Regions from separate parts of the Macaca fascicularis genome. Here region 1 is linked to region 2. Evidence: chromatin contacts called from public Hi-C data. All regions are on one chromosome and are shown on one strand. The core of a region is the stretch at or near the end of the contact, and the rest is flanking DNA. Distances in the headings are between cores, read along the strand shown. Region 1 overlaps MYH9 (myosin heavy chain 9). Region 2 holds the start of MYH9 (myosin heavy chain 9).

Region 1 (4,370 bases), core at 127-2,626, 65 kb after region 2:
TTTACATGAGGATGCTTTGGGGAATGAAGCAGAGGCTGGGCCCATTTCCATTGAGGCGACGGCGTGGCCTGTCCTGGGAGTGGTCCAGCGATAGCAAGCCCATTCTGTCCTTGGCCTCCTAGCCTTCTGAGTTGCTGTGGAAACTGGTGAGGTCCTGGAGTTTGCGTAGCAGCCCTCTTGGCGTTTGCAGCTCATTGCTGTGTGTCCCCCCGCTTCTGAGGCTGGAAGGCAGATTCCAAGACTTGGTCCTCAAGTTGATGGAGGCTGTGTTTGAATCCATTTCTTTCCCCTGATGTTGAAATGCCTCTGGGTGGGCCGGGCGCGGTGGCTCACACCTGTAATCCCAGCAGTTTGGGAGGCCGAGGTGGGCGGATCACAAGGTCAGGAAATCGAGACCATCCTGGCCAACATGTTGAAACCCCGTCTCTACTAAAAATACAAAAAATTAGCCGGGCGTGGTGGCGGGCGCCTGTAGTCCCAGCTACTCGGGAGGCTGAGGCCGGAGAATGGCGTGAACCCGGGAGGCGGAGCTTGCAGCGAGCCCAGATCACGCCACTGTACTCCAGCCTGGGTGACAGTGAGACCCCGTCTCAAAAAAAAAAAAAGAAATGCCTCTGGGCAGACAGCCACCCAACCCCACCACCCCAGCGAAGAGAGAAAGGGCAATTGGAAAGTCATCTCACCTCCATTTTTTTCCTCTCCCTTTTGATGGATTATGGTTGAACCAGCAGCGTCCTCGCTAGGTGAGCTGCACGTTTTACTGCACGTTCTGCACTGGGAATGCGTGTTCTGCCCATCGTGTGCCCTTGAATTCTGTATTTTGTTCTAAGCAGCTTTTCACCCCACACTTGTCACTTTCTGCAGCTAGAGCTCTTCTTTTAGGCTCAGCTCACTGACTGTCTTGGGAGGAGGGGCTGGGTGTGGCACACAGTGACCTCCTGTGCACTCTGAAGTGACAGTCCCTGCAGAATGGAGATGGGCCTCACACCTAGTTCTCAGAAACTCCAGTCACGCCCAGATTTCCCCACAGCGCACTATAGCTGTCATGTCCCATGCAGAACTTGACCCCGGCACGGTGGGCGGGGACTCCGCTCTCACGGAGCCCTCCATGCTCTGTGGTCCAGACCAGATGCAGATGGCCGGCGGCCCTCGCCTGCCACCGCCGTGCCAGTCAGAAGCAGTGCTGGGGAGTTCTCATGTTGGAGTTTTTCAGAGGTTGGGGTGATCAGACAAGCATGGCTGTGGGACGCTGTCTCTCAAGCACACTCTTAAACTCCCCTGTGAAACCTAAGTGCCAGTGGTGTTCCTTGAAGCCGTCAGGGGGAGCTTGGTCTTGGTCGCTCCCAGCGGCGGCTCCACCTTACTGGCGTGCCGTGTGCGGCGTTCGTAAGTAAGGAGGGGTGTGAGTCTGCATGCAGGTCTGGGGTGTGGCCTGCAGAATGGCCTAATGAGTACAGTCTTCTGGAACCCAACCAAAAGTAACTTTTCATGTGCCAAGCTTCTCAAGACATTTGGAATCTTTTTCCATGGGGTGTCAGGAGTTATATTTAGAAACTAATAAAGTTTCTTTTCTTCTCTCTCCCTCTCCCCCTGTCTCCGTATCTCCCTCTCTCCCTGTCTCCCTCCCCTACCCCCCATTTTGCATTCTTTTTAGGAGGCCTATTTTAAAAACAAAGCTGTGAGGTTAGGAGTTCTCTAGCCGTGGTTTTCCATCTCCGAATTTGCAGTAAAATCCTTTTCCCAAGTATTTATTGACTGCCTAGTACATGACTGGTTCTTGGGAGGGTGACACTGGAGTCCCTGTCCTGGAAGACAGGAGACAGGACACAGAGAGCAGTGAAATAGCTCATATGCCTTACATCGGGGGTTCCTGTTGTAGAGGGGAAGGCAGCACTCAGCAAAGACAGCAGGCTGGGGTTGGGGGTGACAGTGGGAGCCATGCTGTCAAAATGCAGACTTTGCTAGGCACCCTGTCCCTGCCCTGAGCCCACTAGAGTGAGGGAGTAGGTTGCCCCAGGGTTCCAGTCACAGCTCAGGCTGTTAGTGTGAAAGGCCATTGGCCGGTTTGGTTGATTTCCTTGCCTGAAGCTGTGCTGTGATTTTCCACAGGCAGCCGGAGCATGGAACACCCTTGAACTTGGTTTGGGAGCCAGCAGTCTCTCGCTTGCAGTGGCCAAGTTGACCCTCCCAATACCAGCAGAGGGGTTGTTCCAGACCTCACCTTGCTGTGGGGAGGCCAGGTTTGGCCTGGGCTGCGGGTTGGCAAAGCAGAGCTTGGTCCAAGGAGCTTTCCGGGCAGATGCCCGGAGCCTAAATGGTGACCTTTGCCTCTCCCTGGTCTGTTATTTGTGTTCTTGTTGGGGCTCACTGGCAGAAACACCACCCAGTGAAGCCCTTCAGAAACCAATGGGTAACCCCTAACCTTAGACAGTACCACGTCACTTCATGTTATGCAGATTTCATTGAAAAATTAAAATCTCTTCTGTGCCCAATTAGATGTCAGTAGAGGAAAAGCCATAGGTTAGTCATCACTGTTGTCAGCAGGGAACACGGCTCTGGAATCTGAAGTGGCTGCTCCCGACTTGGCCCCGCGGCCCCACTTTCCACGGCAACAGCGTGTGGTCCCAAACAGAGGCCTCAGTTTGCCTCCAAGCCAGGGCAAGCACAGGCCCTGGAGGGGGCCGCGCTCCCTTCTGTCTGCGGGAACGGGAGCGGTTCAGCCAGCCTGGCAGCCTGGCCTGTGCTGTGAGAGGAACGGCGTAGTGGGTGTGGGAGCCATTCTCATCCAAATCTGGCTCCGTGGGCTGCCTCAGCCGACTTCCTAGGCCCGCCCGAGGCCTGTGGGTGGAAACCCGGTGTCCAGTTACCACTGGTGCCCAGCGCACATGTAGAGCCTGCTCTGTGGGCTTGACCCCTGCCCTCTGACCTGGCCCCGCTGACCCTCCTTCAGGGGCGGGCACTAGGGCAATGCCCTCACTTGTCTGGATGGTTCACAAGCAGAAGGCTTCCTAGCCCTGGGTTGGGGGATCCTGGCCTAGGAGGACTGCCAGAGGAGGAGGCTCTGCTCTGTCCCTTGTGGTCTCAGGTGGGCTTCCAGTCTGGCTTGGCTAGACTCCAGAGTGTCCCCAGTGCTCTGCAGATGAGTCTCGTCTATGGCAGGTGTGCTTGTAAGGCCAGGGTCCGTGGCTGTCCTGGGAGCTCCTATTCCTCCCAGTTTTCCTTGTCATCACTCACAGGCGGCTGCTGTTCCCGGAAAACCCTGGCTTGACTCCAGTCTTTAATAAATACAAAGCCTGGCCTGGCCCTTGTGTGATGTTCTTTCCCCCAGAGGGCACTCAGGCATTAAGGGGAACCAGCTCCCTAGTTTCCTCAGTCAGCATTAGTTATTCCCTGGTTGCATGGGCCTGCTGCACAGGTGTGAAGATAGGGCAGTGGCCGACGGGTTAGGTAGGGGACTGGAGTTCTGCCAGCCCGCTCTGCTAATTGACAGCTGGATGACCTTGAGCACGTCATTCCTCTCCCTTGGCCTCAGCTTCCTCTTCTGTGAAATGGGGCCGCTCTGTCCTGCCCCCTGAGTATGGTGAGGGTGTAGGGATAAGAAGGCACAAGGGTGCATTTTGTCTACCACAAAGCACCCCTGGAGTGCACAGCAGGATTTAGTGACATTCTCAGTAAATAGCTTGCAGCCCAAAGTGGGCCTCATGGATCCCGTGCTCATTGCCTGCCGTGGTGGGTTTTGGGTGCAGCAGTGGAGGGGCTGATACAGAAAGTGAAGCATTTATCAGGACACAGATTAGATGAGCGTGTATATTTTCCAGATCCAATCCCCTCATTTGCTTTTCCTATGAAAAGGAATAAAAATGTCAAGATTAGAGGCAAGGAGGTAGAGGGAAGCTGGTGTATACAGGGTGGAGACACTGTCCCAGGGTGTCTGTGCCGCCAGCTCGCTAGTTTGAGTGCTGCTTTCACATAGGTCCTCCAGGGCCAGATTCCTAGAGCTGAGGGAGCTTCCTGCCTGCCGTTTCCAGGGCCACGGAAGTAAGTTCAAACTGACCAAGGTTTCCAAAGCCTGGCCGGAAGGCCACACTTGGGTGATACCGGGACCTGGCTTTGGCTGGAGTGGCACACTGGCGCCCACCCGGAAACCTCTGTTTCTGGCATGTTGGACATGCTGACACGGCTCTGCCATCGTCCCCCTTCCAGGCAGGGCAGGCTCGGTAGCCCAGGTCGCTGCCCGGCCTTCACTGTGCCGCTGGGTTCCTTGCAGGGTGAGCTGGAGCGGCAGCTGCTGCAGGCCAACCCCATTCTGGAGGCCTTCGGGAACGCCAAGACCGTGAAGAATGACAACTCTTCCCGCTTCGTGAGTAGTG
Region 2 (4,051 bases), core at 1,390-3,889:
ACCCGGGATGCGGGGCTTGCAGTGAGCTGAGATCCGGCCACTGCACTCCAGCCTGGGCGACAGAGCGAGACTCCATCTCAAAAAAAAAAAAAAAAAAAAAAAAGTTCATATCTGTGTACTTTTCTTTCTTTTTTTTTTTTTTTTTAGACGGAGTTTTGCTCTTGTTGCCCAGGCTGGAGTGCAATGGCACGATCTCGGCTCACCGCAACCTCTGCCTCCTGGGTTCAAGCGATTCTCCTGCCTCAGCCTCCTGAGAAGCCGGATTACAGGCATGCGCCACCATCCAGGCTAATTTTGTATTTTCAGTAGAGATGGGGTTTCTCCATGTTGGTCAGGCTGGTTTTGAACTCCCGACTTCAAGTGATCCGCACGCCTCGGCCTCCTAAAGTGCTGGGATTACAGGAGTGAGCCACCGCACCCGGCCTCTGTGTACTTTTCTAATGCCTTTAAGGATGAATTCTCAGATATAATTGATCAATTTACTTTCTCATCTGTATCTGTAAACCTGACCAATATTGAGCATTTTTATTTTTATTTTTTTGAATTAGGTGAAAATGGCATGCTATGTTGTTTTGTTTGCATTTCTGATGACTTTTTTTTTTTTTTGAGATGGAGTCTCACTCTGTCGCCCAGGCTCTGTATGTCTGGAGACAGTCTGACTCTGTCTGGGCTCACTGCAAGCTCCGCCTCCCGGGTTCACACCATTCTCCTGCCTCAGCCTCCTGAATAGCTGGGACTACAGGCGTGTGCCACCATGCCCAGCTAATTTTTTGTATTTTTAGTAGAGACGGGGTTTCACCATGTTAGCCAGGATGGTCTTGATCTGCTGACCTCGTGATCCGCCCACCTCAGCCTCCCAAAGTGCTGGGATTACAGGTGTGAGCCACTGTGCCCGGCCTCTGATGACTTTTAAAAAATTATTATTGGCCATTTATAATTCTTCTTTAAAATCACCTGTTCCTGTTTTTGGCCATTTTTATTTTGGAGTCTTTGAGGTTTTTCTTTTTCTTTCTTTTTTCGTGTTTTTTGAGACGCAGTTTCGCTCTTGTTGTCCAGGCTGGAGTGCAATGGCATGATCTCTTTTCACTGCAACCTCCGCCTCCTGGGTTCAAGCGATTCTCCTGCCTCAGCCTCCTGAGTAGCTGGGATTACAAGCATGGGCCACCATGCCTGGCTAATTTTTTTGCATTTTTAGTAGAGACGGGGTTTCTCCATGTTGGTCAGGCTGGTCTTGAACTCCCAACCTCAGGTGATCCGCCTGCCTCGGCCTCCCAAAGTGTTGTGATTACAGGCGTGAGCCACCGTGCCCCGCTGAGGTTTTTCTTATCAACTGGGAAGAGATCTTTATATACTGCTGATAGTAATTCTTTGTCACAGAGTTGCAAAATCTTTTTTTTCCCAGCTTTTTTTTGCCTTTAGAACATAGTTTTTTTTCTGAAGTTAATTTGGAAGAACAGTTTCGTCATGATAGGAAGAACATTCCAGTAAGAAAGAGTAAGGATGAGAAATTTACCCTCATAGATATAGAATGTATTATAAAGGTATCATCATTAAAGCATTGAAGGATTGGCACAGGTGCACACAGAAAGATCAATGTATACAAGTCAGAAACAGCTTAAAGTATAAAATAGTTGAATAGGCGATGAAGGTGCCAACTAAAATCAGTGGAGGAAATAGTGTCTGGACAAGTGGCTTTTACAAAAATTATGTCAGGTTTCTTCCTCACCCCAAAAATAAATTCCAGATGGATCAAAAGATTTTTCATTTAAAAATGAAAACATTTTTTATCCTCTTGTAGTGGACAGTAACAACAAAAAAAAGTGCAATTTGTAACAAGCATCTGAAAGGATGTATGCGAGTTAATGACATGGAGGTGAAGAGAGGCTCCGAAGGGTATTCCAGGCTGAAAGAACGGCCAGAGCAAAGGTTTGGAGGCTGAAAGGCAGCAACGTGCGGTCTCTAAAGAGGCAGGGTCAGGAATCGAACTCAAGACGCCCACAATGGAATCCAGGGTTGAGTCCATGCCCGCCCCCACAGGGATCATAATTATGTAAAATAGCATTTTTCCCATATATGGTACTTAATATCTGTCCTTCTGGTGGGATGACAGGAGACTGAGAGCACAGCTCGCGGGGCGGGGTATCCAGACCTTCCCAGTCGGCCTCCGGGGCGGGGAGTTCCAGACCTTCACTGTCGGCTCCCGGCGGGCCTCGCCCCGGCCCAGGCAAGGCACCAAAATCCCGGCCCGGAGCCCTCCGCGCCCCGAGTTGCCGCCTCCTGATTGGATTCCCTCTGTGTCAATCCTATCCTAGAACCTGGCTGTCCGTTGGACCCGCCCTAGAGGGCGGGGCTCCCGCCTAGGAAGCGGAGGAAGGTGGAGCGGGTGGTGAGGTGGGGGCGAAAGAGGAGGATGAATCCCCACCCATCTGGCCGCAGAGGCTCCGCCCACTCCCCTTTCCAGAGGCCAACACGTCTGCCCATCAAAGCCAGGCGCGGCCTGCAGTGGGTGAAGCAGGAAGGAGGGCGGGATTGTGCCTCCAGGCTCCGCCCCGGAGCCGGCTCCGGGCTGGGAATGGGCCCGCGACTCCGAGGGCGGGGCGGGAAGGCGGCGAGGAGCCGAGCTGGGTGCGGTGAGGCGCGCAGATCACCGCGGTTCCTGGGCAGGGCACTGAAGGCTGAGCAAGGCTGACCTGCTGCAGCTCCCGCCTCGTGCGCTCGCCCCACCCGGCCGCCGCCCGAGCGCTCGAGAAAGTCCTCTCGGGAGACCAGCTCCTGTTCCCGGGGCAGATCCAGGTTCAGGTGAGCGAGCCCCACCGCGGTCCCGCCCCGGGCAGGCGGCGGCGGGCGGGCGGGGGCGAGACGCGCGGCCGCCGGGCCGACTTGTGGTTCTTGGGCTCGGTGCGGCCCGCCACCCGCGCGGGCAGGCGCGGACGCCGGCGGCCCGGTGCCCGGCACCGCATCCTTCCCAGGGGGACCGGGACCCCCGCGCGGGAACTCGGGGAGGGGGCCGGCGGCAGCGAGGCCTCGGGGTGCAGGGGCGGCCTCGGGACCCGCGCTCCCCTGCGCCCCTCGTGTTCCCCGGTGCGGTCCCAGGACTGGGCACCGGAGCCGACCTCCCCCTGCCGCTGGGGCACGCGCCCCGCCCTCGCCTCGCCTCGCCCAGGCCCGACTCTGGCAAACTTTTTAACCCCTTCCGGGAGCCGCGGCCCCTGGGACCCAGCCTCACGGGTTGGGAGCCCGGGGCAGCCGCTCCGGTGGAAGTTCCTGGCGTCTGAGGCACGGAGGTAACGGGCAGCGGGCACCGTTTGGCAGCTGTCAGGGCGTCCTCCTGAGTCAGAGTCGGACCGTCCCGCTGCAGACCTTGCACCCGGCCCGGTTTCCGCCTCCGCGGCCGACTTCCTCATTCGCCCGCTGCCGTCAGGCTGGCCGAGGAGGGCCCGGGGGAGGTGCGGCGGCTGCCCGGACAAGGAGGACCCGGCGGGGACCTGGGCGCGAGGCAGGAAGGGCCACCCCCAGCCCCTGCTCCAGCCCTCGACCTCCGACTTCTGTTCCCCGGGGGAGGGAGGCCCGGAATGCAGCAGCCGTCGGGGCCGCCCAGGCGTGCACCTGATTCCACCGCACCCAGGGGCCATCCTGCCCGGGCGGGGCGCGGCGGCAGCTGGCTCTGCCGTTACGACCAGGCCTGGGCGATTGCATCTTTCCTGTTTGAGCCAGATCGGAGTTTTCTATTCTCCACTCCCCGCACCCGCTTCCCTGTGCTGGAGTCCCCACCCCATCCTGTTCTGGGGCCACGCGCAGGAGATAGGACGGCGGCATCCTCATTCCTCCAGGAAAGCCCCGCTGTTTCAAACTGAGAGGCAGCACCCCCAGCACTAGCTTGCCGGCTGTCCTGAGGTGGGGGGCAGGGTGAACGTTCGGCCCCACCCAGCCGGTGTGGAGAGCAGACTCCTTGGGAAGTCCCAGGTCGTGGAGGCAGGCGCTCTCTCCACCGGGCAGTTGAGAGGCCCAGCCACTTTTCGGTTCACTGCGCCCTTTTCTGGGTTTAACAGGA

What was found. Hi-C and Micro-C count contacts between places; a contact is called where the count stands out from the background.
Region 1: a contact with region 2 is called in a Hi-C map of skeletal muscle, with 4 times the contacts expected there. The contact joins the enhancer-like site here to the promoter of MYH9 in region 2. A contact is called at or near these places in 2 of 2 Hi-C or Micro-C datasets (liver and skeletal muscle).

The regions. Positions count from the first base shown.
Region 1 is chr10:15,358,290-15,362,659 of T2T-MFA8v1.1, forward strand. It overlaps MYH9 (myosin heavy chain 9), which reads left to right. Exons shown (of 41, transcript XM_065522178.1): 6 at 4,268-4,360. Among named protein-coding and RNA genes, the nearest start is that of MYH9, 65 kb to the left of the region's middle. Within about 2 kb of position 1,377, at least 1 of the 6 cell types and tissues checked has an H3K27ac peak or open chromatin away from gene starts, as enhancers often do.
Region 2 is chr10:15,292,367-15,296,417 of T2T-MFA8v1.1, forward strand. It overlaps MYH9 (myosin heavy chain 9), which reads left to right and starts at 2,640. Exons shown (of 41, transcript XM_065522178.1): 1 at 2,640-2,799.